6 separate regions of the Mus musculus genome follow, and regions 2, 3, 4, 5 and 6 are each linked to region 1. A link is a contact called in public HiChIP or PLAC-seq, Micro-C, capture Hi-C and promoter capture Hi-C data. All regions are on one chromosome and are shown on one strand. Each heading gives the region's core, a stretch centred on a gene start, on an enhancer-like site or on the middle of the called end of the contact. The rest is flanking DNA. Distances are from core to core; before and after follow the strand shown.

Evidence for each region. A called contact is a pair of places that touch in the nucleus more often than the background predicts. HiChIP or PLAC-seq counts read pairs in DNA pulled down with a chosen protein or histone mark. Capture Hi-C pulls out chosen DNA fragments and counts their contacts.
Region 2: a contact with region 1 is called in a Micro-C map of embryonic stem cells, with 2.4 times the contacts expected there. The contact joins the promoter of Chrm4 here to the promoter of Lrp4 in region 1. A contact is called at or near these places in 2 of 39 promoter capture datasets (both in liver), 3 of 484 Hi-C or Micro-C datasets (all in embryonic stem cells) and 1 of 115 datasets of contacts at active chromatin or transcription factors (embryonic stem cells).
Region 3: a contact with region 1 is called in a promoter capture Hi-C map of liver, with 2.0 times the contacts expected there. The contact joins the promoter of Rapsn here to the promoter of Lrp4 in region 1. A contact is called at or near these places in 6 of 39 promoter capture datasets (hematopoietic stem and progenitor cells, liver, neutrophils and 2 more), 1 of 115 datasets of contacts at active chromatin or transcription factors (embryonic stem cells) and 1 of 9 other capture datasets (liver).
Region 4: an HNF4G HiChIP or PLAC-seq map of pancreatic cancer cells shows a contact between it and region 1. The contact joins the promoter of Mybpc3 here to the promoter of Lrp4 in region 1. A contact is called at or near these places in 13 of 39 promoter capture datasets (the 3T3-L1 cell line, 3T3-L1-derived adipocytes, cranial neural crest and 5 more), 1 of 15 datasets of contacts at CTCF or cohesin (the NIH/3T3 cell line), 4 of 484 Hi-C or Micro-C datasets (embryonic stem cells, extraembryonic endoderm stem cells and transition I germ cells), 17 of 115 datasets of contacts at active chromatin or transcription factors (bone marrow-derived macrophages, craniofacial prominence, embryonic stem cells and 5 more) and 3 of 9 other capture datasets (adipose tissue, embryonic stem cells and macrophages).
Region 5: a contact with region 1 is called in a FOXA1 HiChIP or PLAC-seq map of pancreatic cancer cells. The contact joins the enhancer-like site here to the promoter of Lrp4 in region 1. A contact is called at or near these places in 7 of 39 promoter capture datasets (cranial neural crest, embryonic stem cells, liver and 3 more), 1 of 484 Hi-C or Micro-C datasets (liver), 4 of 115 datasets of contacts at active chromatin or transcription factors (the 230-238 cell line, embryonic stem cells and pancreatic cancer cells) and 1 of 9 other capture datasets (pancreatic islet).
Region 6: a contact with region 1 is called in a capture Hi-C map of macrophages, with 2.0 times the contacts expected there. The contact joins the promoter of Madd here to the promoter of Lrp4 in region 1. A contact is called at or near these places in 8 of 39 promoter capture datasets (the SN4741 cell line, cranial neural crest, embryonic stem cells and 4 more), 4 of 484 Hi-C or Micro-C datasets (embryonic stem cells and nephron progenitors), 5 of 115 datasets of contacts at active chromatin or transcription factors (astrocytes, embryonic stem cells, memory CD8 T cells and 2 more) and 4 of 9 other capture datasets (adipose tissue, liver, macrophages and 1 more).

What each region holds. Positions count from the first base shown.
Region 1 is chr2:91,456,264-91,458,821 of GRCm38.p6, reverse strand. It overlaps Lrp4 (low density lipoprotein receptor-related protein 4), which reads right to left and starts at 1,291. Exons shown (of 38, transcript NM_172668.3): 1 at 1,070-1,291. The coding sequence starts at 1,121.
Region 2 is chr2:91,920,923-91,923,480 of GRCm38.p6, reverse strand. Chrm4 (cholinergic receptor, muscarinic 4) reads right to left here and starts at 1,292. Exons shown (of 2, transcript NM_007699.2): 1 at 1,138-1,292.
Region 3 is chr2:91,034,345-91,036,902 of GRCm38.p6, reverse strand. It overlaps Rapsn (receptor-associated protein of the synapse), which reads right to left and starts at 1,276. Exons shown (of 8, transcript NM_009023.3): 1 at 915-1,276; 2 at 18-356. The coding sequence starts at 1,106. It also overlaps Gm13778.
Region 4 is chr2:91,116,855-91,119,412 of GRCm38.p6, reverse strand. Mybpc3 (myosin binding protein C, cardiac) reads right to left here and starts at 1,269. Exons shown (of 35, transcript NM_008653.2): 1 at 1,196-1,269; 2 at 1-250. The coding sequence starts at 1,244.
Region 5 is chr2:91,155,936-91,158,493 of GRCm38.p6, reverse strand. Madd (MAP-kinase activating death domain) reads left to right here. Exons shown (of 35, transcript NM_001177720.1): 21 at 6-89; 22 at 351-509. Among named protein-coding and RNA genes, the nearest start is that of Madd, 22 kb to the left of the region's middle. Within about 2 kb of position 1,268, at least 23 of the 459 cell types and tissues checked have an H3K27ac peak or open chromatin away from gene starts, as enhancers often do. A contact at or near this core is called in pancreatic cancer cells, where this site is marked.
Region 6 is chr2:91,178,040-91,180,597 of GRCm38.p6, reverse strand. It overlaps Madd (MAP-kinase activating death domain), which reads left to right and starts at 1,277. Exons shown (of 35, transcript NM_001177720.1): 1 at 1,277-1,419; 2 at 2,102-2,558. The coding sequence starts at 1,361.

The DNA.
Region 1 (2,558 bases), core at 42-2,541:
CTCCCCCACGTGGAAAAGCCGGCGGGTGAATATAGTTGAGAGTTCAAAGATCGATCTTTGATCTTTGGGCACAAACTCAGAGGCAGCTGCTAAATCTCCGGGTGCACCCACGTTCCCAAGCTGCTGCAGAGAAGCAGATTCCACTGCAGTCCTAAGTAGACATAACAGTTGCGTCCGGGCACCGAACACGTTATTAATAAGGAGCAGATGAAGCAGCAGTGCCGCTGCCATCCGCCCAGCTCCCCGGAGGCCAAGGCCCCACTGCACGGGTCGCGAGGCTGCCTTTGGAAGTTCCCAAAGAACGCGCCCCTGCGCTTTACCCGGGCCAGAACCGATCTGAGGGAGCTTTCCAGCAGTTTCTTCCCAAAGTTCCTCCCCAACCTCTTTTCCATCGCTGTTCCCCACCCCTCCCTTGGGGAGGATCCGGGGCAGGAAGCTGATTGGCCGCAGCCAGGAGAGGGAACCCAAAACTCCACTTAGGGGAGATGCTGCACGCAAGTATGAACCAAGGACCCTCAGAGAGAGCAGGGTTTCGAGTCCGAGAAATTGCTCCCCAAGTCCATGAATCCCGGATGCTCAAGTAACTCAGATTCAGCTGGGCCCCTCTCCGCAATCCACCCAAGATCCCCCAGTCCCTGGAAAGAGAACTGTTTACAATTTATGGGTTTAGCGACCATCCTCCCCGCCTTCCTTTCTTTGCACACATTCATTCGCACGCACCAGGGACACAGAAGCCCTGCCTTAACCTGAAAGGGAACCCGCCCCTGGCTCGTTAAAGAGCAGCGATGGAAGCCGAGAGAGCGTCTTGGGTCTTCTTCCACCCGGCCCAGACTACAGCGGGGACGAGTCCCACCACCGCTGTCCCCTCTCGTGCTAGAAGAGCTGCGGGGGCTGCTATTGCTTTCCTCCGCTCGCTCTGCCAGGGTTGGTGCTCGAAGTGAGCTCGAGGGTGGGACTTCAGGCCCCAGCCTCACGGTCCCACTCCCAGGAGGCGAGTCCTGCAGCGACCAGTCTCAGGGACAAACTTTCCCGGTGGCCCGGTCGGCGCGGGCGCTGCGACGCCGCTTACCGTGTGCGCAGAGCAGGGCGCCAAGCAGCAGCGCGCCCCACCACCGCCTCATGGTGCTGCGGCCGCCGCCGGCGTTCCCTGCCGGCCCGGGGGTCCCGCGGGCTCCCAAGGGACGCCGGGGCGGAGAGAATCAGCGGAGGGTTCCCCCGGGTTGAAAAGCGTCCCGGGTCCAGCTCGGCCGGCGCGCCCTGCAAGTCGCCCTCCGGGCTGCTGCTGCCTCCTGTACTGCCGGAGTTGAAGCCGCCCCGCCAGGGGACCGGGAGGGGGTGTCCCGAGCCTGGCCGCCCCGCCTCCCGCGTCTCGGCCCCCGCCACCACCACCCCGCCTGGTCCCGCCCCCGGCTCTGGCCCGGCCCCTTCCCGCCCTCTGCCCTCGCCCCCCAGTCCCAGGACCCCACCCGCCTGTGCCTCTTGCGCTCGCCTTAGCTCCTACTCAGTCTGCCCTAACATTCCTAGCCTTCCGGAGAGAGCCCCTTATCTGTCCCCATTACTGCGACTCAAATATCCCCAGCTTAAACAGAAAATTATCGTACTGGCAACTCTCAGCCTGGGTTCATTATCGGTCCACACTAGGGAGGAGCACCCGTGCTGACCCAAGTCGCCTGGGCGTGACCCCGGCCCCCCTACCAGCTCCAACTCCAGACTTTATTGTGATGTTTCAAAAATATGCAAGGCTTGCTAGAGCATAATTCTCTCGGCCTTTATTGACACCAAACAAGGGACATCAGGGGGCCTACAGTGTTGTGTCTCAACTAGTGTTCTCACTGTCAAAAATCCCTATTCTGAAGTTTTTCTTCTTGCACCCCAGCCCCTCCCCCGGTCTAGGCAGTGTTGTTCTTGGGCTAAATAATTCGGCGACCTCCCCTTTTCATTTATTCATTTCCTGAGGTGAAGTTGTCTGGGTCCTGTCTCCCCAGTTCAAATGCCCAGATTTGGCCCAGACAATCTCAGTTCCTCCATACTGTCTGTGAATGAGCCCCTTCACCATCCTTGACTTTCTGATCCTGGCAAGAAAGGGGTAGGGGGTAAGGAAATAAGTCAGTACTTAGAGTTGCACTCTGCCAAGAAGACCTGGGCCTTCTTTCGGCTCCTGTTTGTAAGGCTTTCCAGCAGTATGAAACGTTTGGATTACGACATAAACTTCTAATCCACTCTCGATGTTATCTCTGTGGTCTTCCCCACCCTCCGCCCCTTGAATACTAGTAGTTATTTGTTCATCTTGCTGCCTCCTGTGTTCCCAGGTTGTTTTGTTGCTTTTTGCTTACACCCCCTAACTTTCTTAGGGCCTGATATATTACTTTCCCCTCAGACCTGGCCTGCCAACATTGTTTGGCTTTCATTCATCTTATCCTGGACTTAGCTGGGAGAGAAGTAATTTGGTATAGTGCAAAGTGGATATTAGGCAATTTCTCCAAATGGATAGGTTGACGTTTCATCCTTGCTTGTTTTCCATTTTTCAAAATTTTCGTTTTAAATTGCCATCTTTGACC
Region 2 (2,558 bases), core at 43-2,542, 460 kb before region 1:
GTGCCCTACGCATTGAGGGCAGGGGTAGAGCCTCCAAACGGGGAGCCCAGTCGAGGCCTGGGTCAGGAGGGTAAAATTGTTCTTCACTCTTCAACCCGCAACCCCTGGAGAGGCCCTGTCTAGTCCTGTCAGTCAAAATAGGCACCGAGTTCCCAAGCTGTGGGCTCAGGTCTATCTCAAAGACAATCTCGGGGCTTACCCTTGGGCCCATCTCCCGGCTCCATCACGTCTGGGTCCTGGTCGAAAGGGCCAAGGTTCTCCGATGCCCCGCCCTCCCATCAACCCCCAGGCACGCAGTTCCTGTAGTCTCTGGGCGTGGGCAATGTGCTTCCGCGGGTTCTCGAGCCCCTACCCCTGCTGGGGACAAGTCGGGAAAGGGTGCTCTGGGCGCCCGTGGGGTAGATTTTCGATTATTAAGTGATCACTTCAGGAAAGCTATGGCCCCCAGGACTGTTCCTGAGGCGGAGAGAAGCCTCTGTACTTTAGGGGAAGAGAGAGGGGTGCTGGATATTGGGCCAAATCATTGTGCCTAACACTTCCTCTAAGAGCTGGGAGGGTGGAGGGCTGGGAGATGTATCTCCCCGGATGAGTAAAAGAGAGGGTACTCCTGGAGAGGGGGAAGGGAAACAGGAGAGAACAGGGGTGTTTTCCGTCGGGGCTCAAGGTCGCGGACAGAGGACTCCAACGGGCTAGAGCGTACTGGAGGCTCCCGGTGGGCCAAGGTGGGAACGGAGGGCAGGGAGACGGGCGGGAAACGGGCGCTTTGGGGCTTCATCTTCCGGCGCCTTGAAGAAGAGCCAACGGGAGGGAGTGAGGGAGTGTGGGTCCTGACCCGACGGCTGCTCTGCTTCGGGGTTGGGCTGTGGGCTGGGACTATTCCTCCCCTAGCCTTCTCAATGATCACCAATCCCTAGAGGTTCACCTAGAGAAACCTTTTAGAGACCTGGGGTCCTTCTTCCAGAGGGGTGCCCCATCTCTGAGCTCTCCGCCCCTTCCGCACCGCGCTTGCCTTTCAAAGGGGTCTGGGGCCCTGTTCCAGCCCGACCCACCTCTGGAGACCTTCAGGGGGTCCCAGAACCCTACATCCTCATCTTGCATAGAAGCCCCCCGCCCCCGCGATTCCGCGGAGTTACTCACCCGCTGCTTCTGTCTTGCTCCGCTGGCGCCGGACAGACGGCGGAACTAGCCAGAGGCCCTGCGAGTCGGTGGGGTGGGCGACTGGGCCGGGGGCCGGGGGCGGGGACAGGGTGCCAAGGGGCGGCCCCTGCTTCGCCTGCAGCTCCCGGCGCTGTGGCTCCGACTCGCGCTCACGCTCGCACTTTTCTCCGAGCCGCGTGATGTCACAGGGAAGCAGCCAATCGTGGTGGGGACGCACCGCCCGCCCGGGGCCGGTCACCCAGCGGCGACGCGCGGGGGTCACCACCTGGAGTGTCAGGCACCCTTGATGCTCACACCCTTCCCGGGAGATGGCCCGCAACTCCGGACTCCAGCACCGAGGGCACCGCCCACAGTCGCCAGGGAGGATTAGCCTCCGGCTCTGCCCTCCGGGGGGTGGGGTGGGGGCTGTCCGCGTTGTCATGGGGACTAGGCGCCCCCTCGCGGGCTGGGGAAGAACCAGGCGGCCAAGCTTGGCTATGAGCCCCGCCTCCGCCCTAACCACGCACTCTGGACACCGAAGTGTTTTCGAACCTCTCCACGGCTTGTAGCCCCTTCGTCGTTCCGCCTGAGGTTAAATCCTGGTCTTGAGGGTTTGGCCCCAACAGGCCCCTGGTGTGCGGCGGGGCAGATCTAGCAACGTGCTTCTGTCGGGACAGAGCGCTGCCTGATAGCCGCTGGACAGCCAAAAGACTGCAGCCGTCGGGGCCTGGGGAAGAGCAGGTGAGACTGGACAGGCGAGCATCTACCCTGGCTAAAGATCTTGTCACTCTCCACGCCCGGGAAGGGACGCGCATTAGCTGTGAGACTGAAGATGGCACGAGTCTCCTATCCAGCCGCGAATGAGTTCATCGCTGCCTATGTGGGGAAGCCAGGTGCCCAAGGTCACCTGGGACAGAACAGGCCATGAAGGAAAGTCCAGTCTCCTAGACCTCCCGCAACAGTACTAGGCTAAGGCCCAAAGTAGGCAGGTTCAGCACCTCGGACAGCCCCACACGTCCTTGGTGCGAAGGCCAGTTGCTCAGATCAAGCACCCGCCAGCCAGGGTTGAATGCACCCCTTCGCGCCCGGGGTCCTGAGTACCGGTCACCCACAAAGCTTCTTGAGTGTCAACAGCCAATTAACTTTAAGCCGGCTGACTTCTTGGAAAAACCACCTGAGTCTCAGCTCTCCTCTACTCTCCTGCAAGGGCTGGTAGGGGCTCCTGGGGACAGTGGTAGTGGTAGGGATAGCTTTGTAACGACAGAGGAGTTAGGAACAGAGAATGAATGAGTGGAGACTTGAGCTAGAGTCCGTGAGAGAAGGCTCCTGGTTCAGGTTTCTCCATGCTGAAGAGAGGGACGTCAACATTGGACAAAGTTGAGGGCAGGCTAGTGTGAGAAGCCATCTTCCCTCCCATGGGC
Region 3 (2,558 bases), core at 27-2,526, 420 kb after region 1:
AAAGGAACCAGGCCCACCTTGACCTGGGCGTAGAAACTGCCCAGGCTGCAGCAGACACGGCACTCCAGCATGGTGTCATCGTTGTTGTGGGCATAGCGCAGGGCCTTCTCAAAGCTCTCCAGGGCCTTCTGGAAGAGGCTGAGGCCCAGGAAAGCATTGCCCATGCTCAGGCTGACCTGACCCCCAAGCTGGGCACCAGCCCTGGTGCCAGGCAGGCCGAGGCAGGTCTTGCAGTAGGAGATGGTTTTGTGGAACTCACATAGCTTCTCATTGCTGCGCGCCAGGTTCAGGTAGCTTTCGAGCAGGAAGTCAGCATCCTCCAGTCCCCGAGCAGTATCAATCTGGACCACGGCAAACTGACCCCGGGGGGAACAGGTAGACAACACTCAGCAAGGCTGCATTCCCTGGCTGCCACAGCCAGAGAGAATGGCAGACCCTGAAGCTCAGACTCAAGAGTTTCAACAACCTCAGATCCATCCTCCCAGGCTCCAGTCATAGCAGAGAAGTTCTAACCAAAGCTCAGGGTAGACATACACTTTCACTCCCAGCCTCAGATCTGGAGTCTACCACTGACCAGCCTGACCCTCAAACTTGGAGCCTGTTCCTCCAGGCAGCAAGCAGCAGACTAAAATCTAGACTTGGAGGTCTGGGCTTAAGATCCCTGGATGCCTGTGAACATCATTGACACCGAGGTCAAAGGCCACAGGCCTGACTCTGACGATACCCAGCCAACTAAGACTCAGGATCTCCCATGCATATTCAAAACTTCAGACCAGACACTAGCCTATGAGACCCAGAGGTTCTCACTCAGGAAGATACAAGGGTGTCTGGGAGTTGGAAGCCACCCAGTCCTGTTCCCAATCTTCTCACAGCACCTGGGCCCTCCCACAGCACCCTGGAAGGGTAATGTGTACCTTCAGCATCTCTTTGTAGCGGCCCATCTCCGAGTGAGCTGTTACCAAGCAGCCCAGTACCCGGAAGCGGCCCACGAGGTCAGAGCCCTTCTCCAGCACCTTCATCCACACCTGCAGTGCCTTCTCTGTCTGGTTGGACTGGTACAGCTGCAGTCCTTTTTCAATCTGTTGCTTTGTCTGGTCCTGCCCCATCTTCCCACAGCCTGGCCACTCGGAAAGACCGTGGCTGGCTAGGTGTCTTTAGACCCTCATGGTGTTGGACCCACGGTGTCGGCTGATCTCTGGGGAGTGGGGGTGGGGGGAGCACACCAGGCAAAAAGCTAAGCAGGGCCTGGATGGACAACGGGCGCCACCCTGGGAACAAGGCTGGTTCAGCCCCTGTCTGCAGCTGTCCCTGCCAGTTGGAGCCACGTGGTTTCTGAGGAATGTCAGCAGCAAGGTCACGAGGGTTCCTGCTGCACCCACTCCAAGCTGAAAGGTGGCTGTCCCAGGGATATAGGCACTGCACCACCGGAGAACCTGTTTGGTGTCCCCTTTGACACTTCTGACACTGGCCTTGGTGCCCCTGGCAGGTTATGCTCTTTGGAAGCCTTGTCAAAGGCTGTCTGCCAGGATGCAGGCAAGCCTTAGGCCAGAGGTTTTGACAGCAGGAAAGCAGCAGGCAGGACACTTGGCATCAGGGAGAGGAGTTGAATGTTCGCCTTGCTGCTGATTCTTGGTTCTTTTTCTTTTGTTTTGTTTTCTTTTCCTTTTTCCTCTCTCTCTCTCTCTCTCTCTCTCTCTCTCTCTCTCTCTCTCTCTCTCTCCGCCTCCCTCTGTCTCTCCCTCTCTCCCTCTCTCTGTCTCTCTGTCTCTGTCTCTGTCTTTCTGCTTTGAGACAAGATTTCTCTGTGTACCCTGGCTGTCATGGAACTTGCTTTGTAAGCCAGGGTAGCCTCAAACTCAGATATCTGCCTGACTGCCTCCCAAGAGCTGGGACCAAAGGAGTGAGCCATTGTACCTGGCTAATGGAACATTCCACCCCATTCCCCCCAAGACAGGGTTTCTCTGCATAGCTCTGGCTGTTCTGGAACTCACTCTACACCAGGATGGCCTCAAACTGAGAGATCTACCTGTCTCAGCCTCCTGAGTGCTGGGATTAAAGGTGTGCACCATCACAGCCCAGCTTCACCTCTTTTCTTCCCAGTTCCTCCCCCATTTTATTTTCTCATTTTACCCATCACATAGACACTTACCTGGGCACATGTCCACACTGTTCCTAACAATTAGCCAGTTGATGGGAGGCCTGGTTTCCTCCTAACTCCCTTAAGCAAATCATGTAGCTCTCTGAGCCTGCTTCCTCCTCTTCGAGGCAAGGATAGTTAAACTCTCATAGTGGTGTGTGGCTCTCACACAGCACAGCACAGCACAGCACAGCACAGCACAGCACAGCACAGCAATGGGCACCAGCCTGGCCCTGCTTGCTGTATTTCTGTATTAGCTGTGTGAGCATAGAGAATTTGGGCACATTGCTGGCCCTGGAGAAGAAAGGTTAACAGCACCTAGTTCACAGGATTCCCACAGAACTAGAGGAGCTGCTGATTGACAAGGACTTAGAACAGTGTCTAGTGTGAAGGAAACAGTGTGTTAGTGAGAAGAGATGAT
Region 4 (2,558 bases), core at 20-2,519, 340 kb after region 1:
AGGTCAAACTTGACCTTTGAGGAGCCTGCAATGACCGCGTAGGAACCCTGGTCATCAGGGCTCGCATCCCGCACTGTCAGTGTGTGTCGCTTGCCCTCTGCTGCCAAACCATACTTGTCATTGGCGGTGATGTCGCTGCCATCCCGCTGCCACCGCACCTTCACGCCTGACCGCTCCGTCTCAGCCTCGAACACGGCAGCACTGCCAGCGGTCACCTCCGCTGACCTTGGCTTCTTGTTGAAGGCTGACACTGAAGAGCCAGATGGAACTTGCAGGAAGTAGGCTCCCTGGTACCCCACCCCCGACACCCTTCTTCAAGAAGACTGTGTAGTAAGCACACCCCAAGCTACTTGTTTAATGCTCCAACAGTTCTATGGGGTGGGTGCAGCCATATTTATGTCTCAGGTCAGGTGAGGTTAATGACAGATGAAAGAGTCCAGGCTGTTGTCCCCACCACCATATAAGACGTCCCTACCTTCCTGCTTGGGAACACCAGTGGTAGGCCCAGCCTCCCTTCCCATTGTGGAACCCTTGGCAAGGGCCCCAGCACTCTGCCTACTTGGGATATAGCTAAATTTGTCCTCTGAGGGCTTCAGACTAAGAATGAGCAATTGAGATAAGGCAGCAGGGGCCTGGGGGCTGGGGACTGGATCCCTGACCCCATGACCTCTGCAAGGGTGTTGGCCTGGTCCAGGTCTTTGGCTACAGTCTTTGTCCTTGGCTTGCCTGTTCTATTCCAGAGAAGAGAGGCACTGTCCCCCCACATCTGGAGCCAGGTCTCATGTGAATACCCTAGGGTTTCCAGCTCATGTGGCAGACACTCAGAGCTGGAAAGGGTCGCTACCCCCTCATCTCAGTACCCTTAGAAACTGAGCTCAGGGGCTCAGCTCCACTGGAGCCTAAATTGAGCTCCTTGAATTGAGGACCCTGGCTGAAGAAGAAAATACAGGTCCAGACAGAATGGGCTGTTGACCCTGGATTCTTCCTGACTTAGTGAAGTCATCTCTCAGTGGCCCTGACACCGAGTTTATCCTTGATCTCATTAGAGGGATGGGGAATGAAGCAGAGAATTAGACAAAGCCCAAAGAGGACCATCCTGTCCCTTCCTGGAACCCACAGGCCTCATCCTACACCGGTACCTAACCCTGCCCACAAGCCGTGTGCACCACTGACCCAAACCCTTACGTGGAGCTACCTGGTTTCTTCCCTGGCTCCGGCATCTTGAGAACAGTCACACCAGGCATCAAGCAGGCCACCCAAGGAGGGACTGAACAGTGTCCTGTGTTCTCACTATTTATGAGGACTGCCCCCTCCCCAGCCCTGCTTATCAGCCTCCTGCTAGCCACCTGCTAAATATAGACAAATTCCATCCAGCTGAGGTATCTTCATGGAGAAGATAGAGCCACTTGGTCCTCTGGCTTCTCCTCCCCACCCCCAGCAGGACTGGATAGCTTCCGCCCTTCCACTCCTCCATGGATCTCAGGGGTAGCCCCACCTTTGTCTGTGTATCCAGCCACCAGAAAATTACACTGTCGAGGTGCTCTTGGCCCGTGACACCCACAGCTAAAGATCGAGGGCACAGGTGCTGGGTGGGAGAGAGGGTATCCAGGGCTAGCTGCTGTTGTTCTTTTGGTCAGCAGAGCTTTGGCACACATTACTGCACCACAAGGGGCAGGGGCTGGCCTTGGACCACGGAATCCTGAGTGGGCTTGGCGGAGGGTTAGGCAGGGAGGGAATCTGCTGGGAGTTAGTCCCCCCCACCCCACCCCACACACACAAGGGACAAACTAGGCGAGCCTGCAGGCGAGGGCATGGGAGTGGATCTCTAAATGTCCTCCCAAGTAGAGGACAGGAGCAGAGCTAGCTCTTGCTAAAGTCACAAGGACTAACCAAAGATGAATGCAGAGCATTCCAAATCCCCCCAGCTGCCACCCCACTGCCACTGTTCTTGTTCTGTGACCCTCAGTTGGATCAGGCTCATCAGGTGTAACAGGGGAAAAAGTAAATGACGGGGATCTCCATTAAGGAATTCTAGACTAGAATAGATAGCTTATACCAGAAGGAGGGAGTTCACATATAAGCATTTTCCAGTCAATAGAAACCTAGCCGTGATTTCCACCCAATTTTAGTTACTTTAGAGTCATATCACCTGCTCCTAAGTCATGTGCATGAGTGTGTGTGTTGAAGCTATAACTAGCAATCCAGGTTGGTCTCAAACCAATGACAATCCTCCTGCCTCAACCTAAGTGCTGCTATTCTGGGTATGCACTGCTATGCTTATCTCCGAGTCGTCCAGAGAACTGGTCTGGGGCTGGAAGAGAAGGCTCAGTGATTAAAAGCACTTGTTCTTGCCGAGAACTCAGGTTCCGGTCCAAGCACCCACACAATACCTCACAACCATCTGTAACTCCAGCTCCAGGGGACCCAACACCCCTCTTCTAGACTGCAGGCACCAGGCACACACATGGCACACATACATATACGCAGGCAAAAAATTTGTTTAAATGTTTAAGGAACTGGTGTTTGAGAGCCAGAAGAAGAAGAAGAAGAAGAAGAAG
Region 5 (2,558 bases), core at 19-2,518, 300 kb after region 1:
TTCAGAGGACTGATCAAGACTCTGTCATCGGTGTGAGTCCAGCTGTTATGATCCGAAGCTCAAGTCAGGATTCTGAAGTTAGCACCGTGGTAGGGGAATACCACATTGGCCTCTTTGTGGGTGGGGTGTGGCCTTCTCCCTGGAAGGGCTCCTTCCCTTTGATCTGCTCTTAGTCTCAGATCAGCTTGATCCTCATGGGTGTGTGGACGCAGGATGTCACTCATTTTATAAAGAAGTGTATGGGAAAGCTGACACACCTCTAAAATGATTCTTTTCCTAGCAGTCAGGGTTCTAGCTGGCTTTGGGAATCCTTCTCTGGGACTGTCCTTACTGCCTTTTGTCTTTCCCAGGTGAGTAATAGTTCCGGAGAGACCCTTGGAGCTGACAGTGACCTGAGCAGCAATGCAGGTGACGGGCCAGGAGGCGAAGGCAGCGCCCACCTGGCAAGTTCCCGGGCCACTCTGTCCGACAGTGAAATCGAAACCAATTCTGCTACAAGCGCCATCTTTGTAAGCTCTATATACTAACAAAAGAACATTTCTTTAATGGAAGAGGAAAGTGGTTTAGAGACAACAAGAAGGAAAAGGTGGGGCTGGAGGTGTAATTCAGAGGCCGAGCACCCTTGTGCAGGCGCTTGGTCCTGCGGAGGAAAGGGGAGCCTTCCCATAGTCCTGAGGAGGTCTGGCTCAGCTGGGTGGCTCTTTTCTCTCTCTCTCTTTCCAACTGTCTGCTGTTCTGTTTCCTTCCTCCCTCCTTCCCTCCCTCCTCCCTCCCTCCCTCCCTCCCTTTTTTCCTTCCTCCCTTCCTCCCTCCCTCCCTCCCTTTTTTCCTTCCTTTTCCTTTTCCTCTTTTTTGAGACAGTCTCACTGTGTAACCCAGGCTGCTCTCAAGCTTGTGGCCCCTCTGTTTTCGTCTCCCAAGTGCTGGGATTACAAGTGTGTACTGCCACACCCAAATGACATAAATCCTCGAGCTCTCACTTCTCCCGTCTGCTCTGCAGTGAATGCCTGCTTCTTTAGGCAGCGTTATCTGCTTTGATCCCTGAGCCGCCTTTTTAAGACGGCAGTGGGTATTTTCCACAACAGCTTTTCAGTCCTTTTGTCTAGAGAGGACAGTGGAAGATAGGATTCCAATGAAGTCATTTTCTTACTACTGGTGCTCATCTGTCTCTAGGTCCTTCTATATGTCTGTTCCTAGAAGAGCCAATGGAGACAGAGTTAAAAATTAGCAGGGTCATTCAAGTTAGGGCCTGACTCATACTGAGTCTACACAGACTGTTTTAATAAGAGTATTTGAGAAGTCCTTCCAGCTGGGTGTGGTGGCTCATGCCTGATATCCTTCTCAGGGGCTGAGGTAGAAGGATCTTAAGTTTGAGGCCAGCCTGCTACATGGTAAGACCTGGTCAAAAGGGGTGGGGCCCAGGAAGATGTCCCAGCAAGTAAAGGCTTTTGCCCTCAAACTTTGACAACCTGAGTTCCATCCTTGGAACTACATGGTCAAAGGAGAAAACCAACTCCTAAAAGGTGTTTTCTGGCCTACACTTGTATGCATAACCACAACCTGCACATTACCCCCAGGACACGTGTACAAATGAATAAATGTTACTTTAAAAAGTCTTTTGAGGGCTGAAGAGAGGCCTCAGCGGTTAAGAGCACTAACCACTCTTCCAGAGGTCCTGAGTTCAATTCCCAGCAACTACATGGTAGCTCACAACCATCTGTAATGGGATCTGACACCCTCTTCTGGTGTGTCTGAAGACAGCTACAGTGTAGTATACTCATATAAAAAAATTAATAATAATAATAGTAGTCTCTTGAAACCTTTTTAAAAATCCCTTCATTGTTGGGGCTGGAGAGATGGGCTTAAGAGCACGGACTGCTCTTCCAGAGGTCCTGAGTTCAATTCCCAGCAACCACATGGTGGCTCACAACCGTCTGTAATGGGGTCTGATGCCCTCTTCATCAACAGTGTACTCACATATGTGTAAAATAAATCTTAAAAAAGAAATCCCTTCATTGTGCTTTGACTCTGGATGTTGACAAATACAAGGTCATCCCTGTAAGATGCTGGTGACCGTGTGTTACCTTCCCTGGCTCTCCTCACCACACAGCCCTAACTGTCCTGTGCTAGGGAACAGTGGAGGTGAGAACTGTGTGTGTGTGATGTAGAAGATAATGTAAGGTATCCTGTTGGGCCCTCGCACGTACAGACACTTGCACACACATGTGATCATGCACACACACACACACATTCAATAAAAAACAATGCAATTAATCATTTCTCCAGTCCTGTGGGGTAGATATTATAATGTTCCTCTTATAGACAAGGAAAATGACCCTCAGCCACTACAACATTAATAAAAAGTAGGGATTTGACCCATGGCCAGTCTGACTTCAGACTCTGTGCTCCTTCTATTGTGCCATGCTACTGCAAAAGCTTTACCTTGTTTTGTGGGGTAAGGGTGTGAGACAGGATCTTGTGGCCCAGGCTGGCCTCAAACTTGTTATAAAGCTGAGGCTAGCCTTGAACTACTGATCTCCTTTCTCAACCTTCCACAC
Region 6 (2,558 bases), core at 28-2,527, 280 kb after region 1:
ACAGTGAACAAAGTCTCAGGCCATAGAAGCAAAATCTTGGAGCCCTGGAAATGCCCTATACAGGAGTGAAACATTTTATTTAGAAGTCTATGAAAATCTAATAAAAATATAGATTCTTTGGAAAGTATAATTGTTATCGCCTCGCAGCCTTTTGGCTAAGATCAAGTGTGAAAGATATAATTGTTTCTTTTATGCACGCGTGTGCCTGAGCATGCATGTGTGCACTCTGTCAGTGTAGCACTGAGAAGAGCCACAGTTTACCGGGAACTAGCATCACAGGCCGTGATGAGCCACCCAGTGCCAGTATTCAGAGCTGAACCTAGGCTTTCTGGAAGAGTCATGAGTGCTTGTAACTGCTGGGCCATTTCTCTGGCCCCCAGGAAATAATTGATTTCGAATACATTTAGAAATTCCTTTAGACACTTCCCCTAAATTTGTAGAAACCCTGGTATTTTCCGTCCCTAATTCACAATCCCTACAAGATAGAGAAAGACCAGGCCTCCTGGGAATGCATTGTATTACTGACTCTGATCCAGAGACCCGAATAGTCGAGAGCTGTGGTTCAGCACCAAGGGCAGAGGAGGCAGCAGTAGCTGCTTGGCCCCCTTTCTATCTTGAAGTGGGAAAACTGGTTAGAGATGAGACAGTTGGGACATGGACTTTTCCATGTGAGATCACATGAACAGTATGCAGCTGTTGTTACTGTCTGAGTGCAATTAACTGGAAAGTCTGTGTGATAGTTACCCATCAGGCTGAATGCTACTCAATGAGACAGAATAATCAAGTTTCCATGTAGACGTAAAAGCCCAGGTTAGTGCTGTATAAAGAATCTGCTTTTATCTTGATTCCCCCCCCCCCCGCCCCGGAGTAGCCCTGAAAGTAATTTTTTGTTGTTGTTATAATTCTTCACTCTAGATTAGACTGAAACAGAGTCTCAGAAACTCGGCTGGAGATGAGCTAGCTATAGTCTGAGCTGTTATTTTTTCAGCTCCTCGTCTCCTTTTTGGGTGCTGAGGATTGGAACTAGGGCCCCATCCATTCTAGATAAGTCCTTGATCACTAAGCGATAGCCTCAACCCTATTCCGTTTGAAATTTGACTCTGGAAGCTCATAAACGTGGACAGCCAGCAGGGAAAGCAAGCGTCAGATTCTATCGTGAGTTCAGAAGTGGAAGCCTCTGACCTCCGCCCCTTGCTGAGATGAACCTGAGAAGGGTGAGTCCCTTAGGCGTAGCACTGGGTATTTATCAGTACTTTTCCCCCTATTGGATTTTCAGATTATATCAGAATTCCTCCTGGGAATGCTGGCTTCTTGCTCAGTGCCCTGAAGTTTCTCTGCAATGAACTGACAAATCGGAACCATGGTGCAAAAGAAGTTCTGCCCTCGGTTACTTGACTATCTCGTGATCGTAGGGGCGAGGTAACCAAGAAGACCAATAACTGTCTTGTTCTCTGTGGCAGCCACAATGTCTTGTTACTCCCAGACCTTATTTCCATGTTGCTTTGAATATCTTATTCTGTCCTATTGCTTTATGTTCTTGTTACATGTTTTGTGTTCCACTTTATGTATGCTATCTCTCATAAATAAATACATGCTGCCGGGCGTGGTGGCTCACGCCTTTAATCCCAGCACTCAGGAGGCAGAGGCAGGCAGATTTCTGAGTTTGAGGCCAGCCTGGTCTAAAGAGTGAGTTCCAGGACAGCCAGGGCTACACAGAGAAACCCTGTCTTGAAAAACCAAAATAAATAAATAAATAAACAAACAAATGCTGTTATTTTAACTCATACTTTATGGGTTTCGAGCAAATATATTCTTTATAGCCCGTTTTCATAGTCTGTCAAAAGGGGAAAGCACTCTGTACTTCTCTGTCTACCTAGATTCCTAAGGTAATCTTTTAGCTAAGGTGCTGATCATCTTGAGGTGCTAGTGATGATTTTCTTGTTGAAACTTTCAGGATAGTGTCTTCATGACAGTGTGGACTTCAGTCTGTCAGTTAAACTCTTTCCTAAAGTGCCTTTGAGCTTCATCTGTTGATTGTGGTTCAAGTGTGATAGCATGTTCCATGCTGTTGGGTTGCTGAGTGTGCCTTTATGTCCTTCAGGCACCCAAGCAGTGACAGTGTGGCTCAGACTCCTGAGCTGCTGCGGAGGTACCCACTAGAGGATCACCCAGAGTTCCCCCTGCCCCCAGATGTGGTGTTCTTCTGCCAGCCAGAAGGATGTCTGAGTGTGCGGCAGCGGCGGATGAGCCTTCGGGACGATACCTCTTTTGTCTTCACCCTAACCGATAAGGACACCGGAGTCACCCGCTATGGCATCTGTGTCAACTTCTACCGTTCCTTCCAAAAGCGAATGCCAAAGGAAAAGGTGGAAGGCGGAGCAGGACCCCGTGGGAAGGAAGGCGCTCACACCTCTGGTGCCTCAGAAGAGGCTGCCGCTGGGAGCTCAGAGAGTGGCTCAACCTTGCAGCCGCCTAGTGCTGACTCCACTCCTGACGTAAACCAGTCTCCTCGGGGCAAACGTAGGGCAAAAGCGGGCAGCCGCTCCCGCAACAGTACC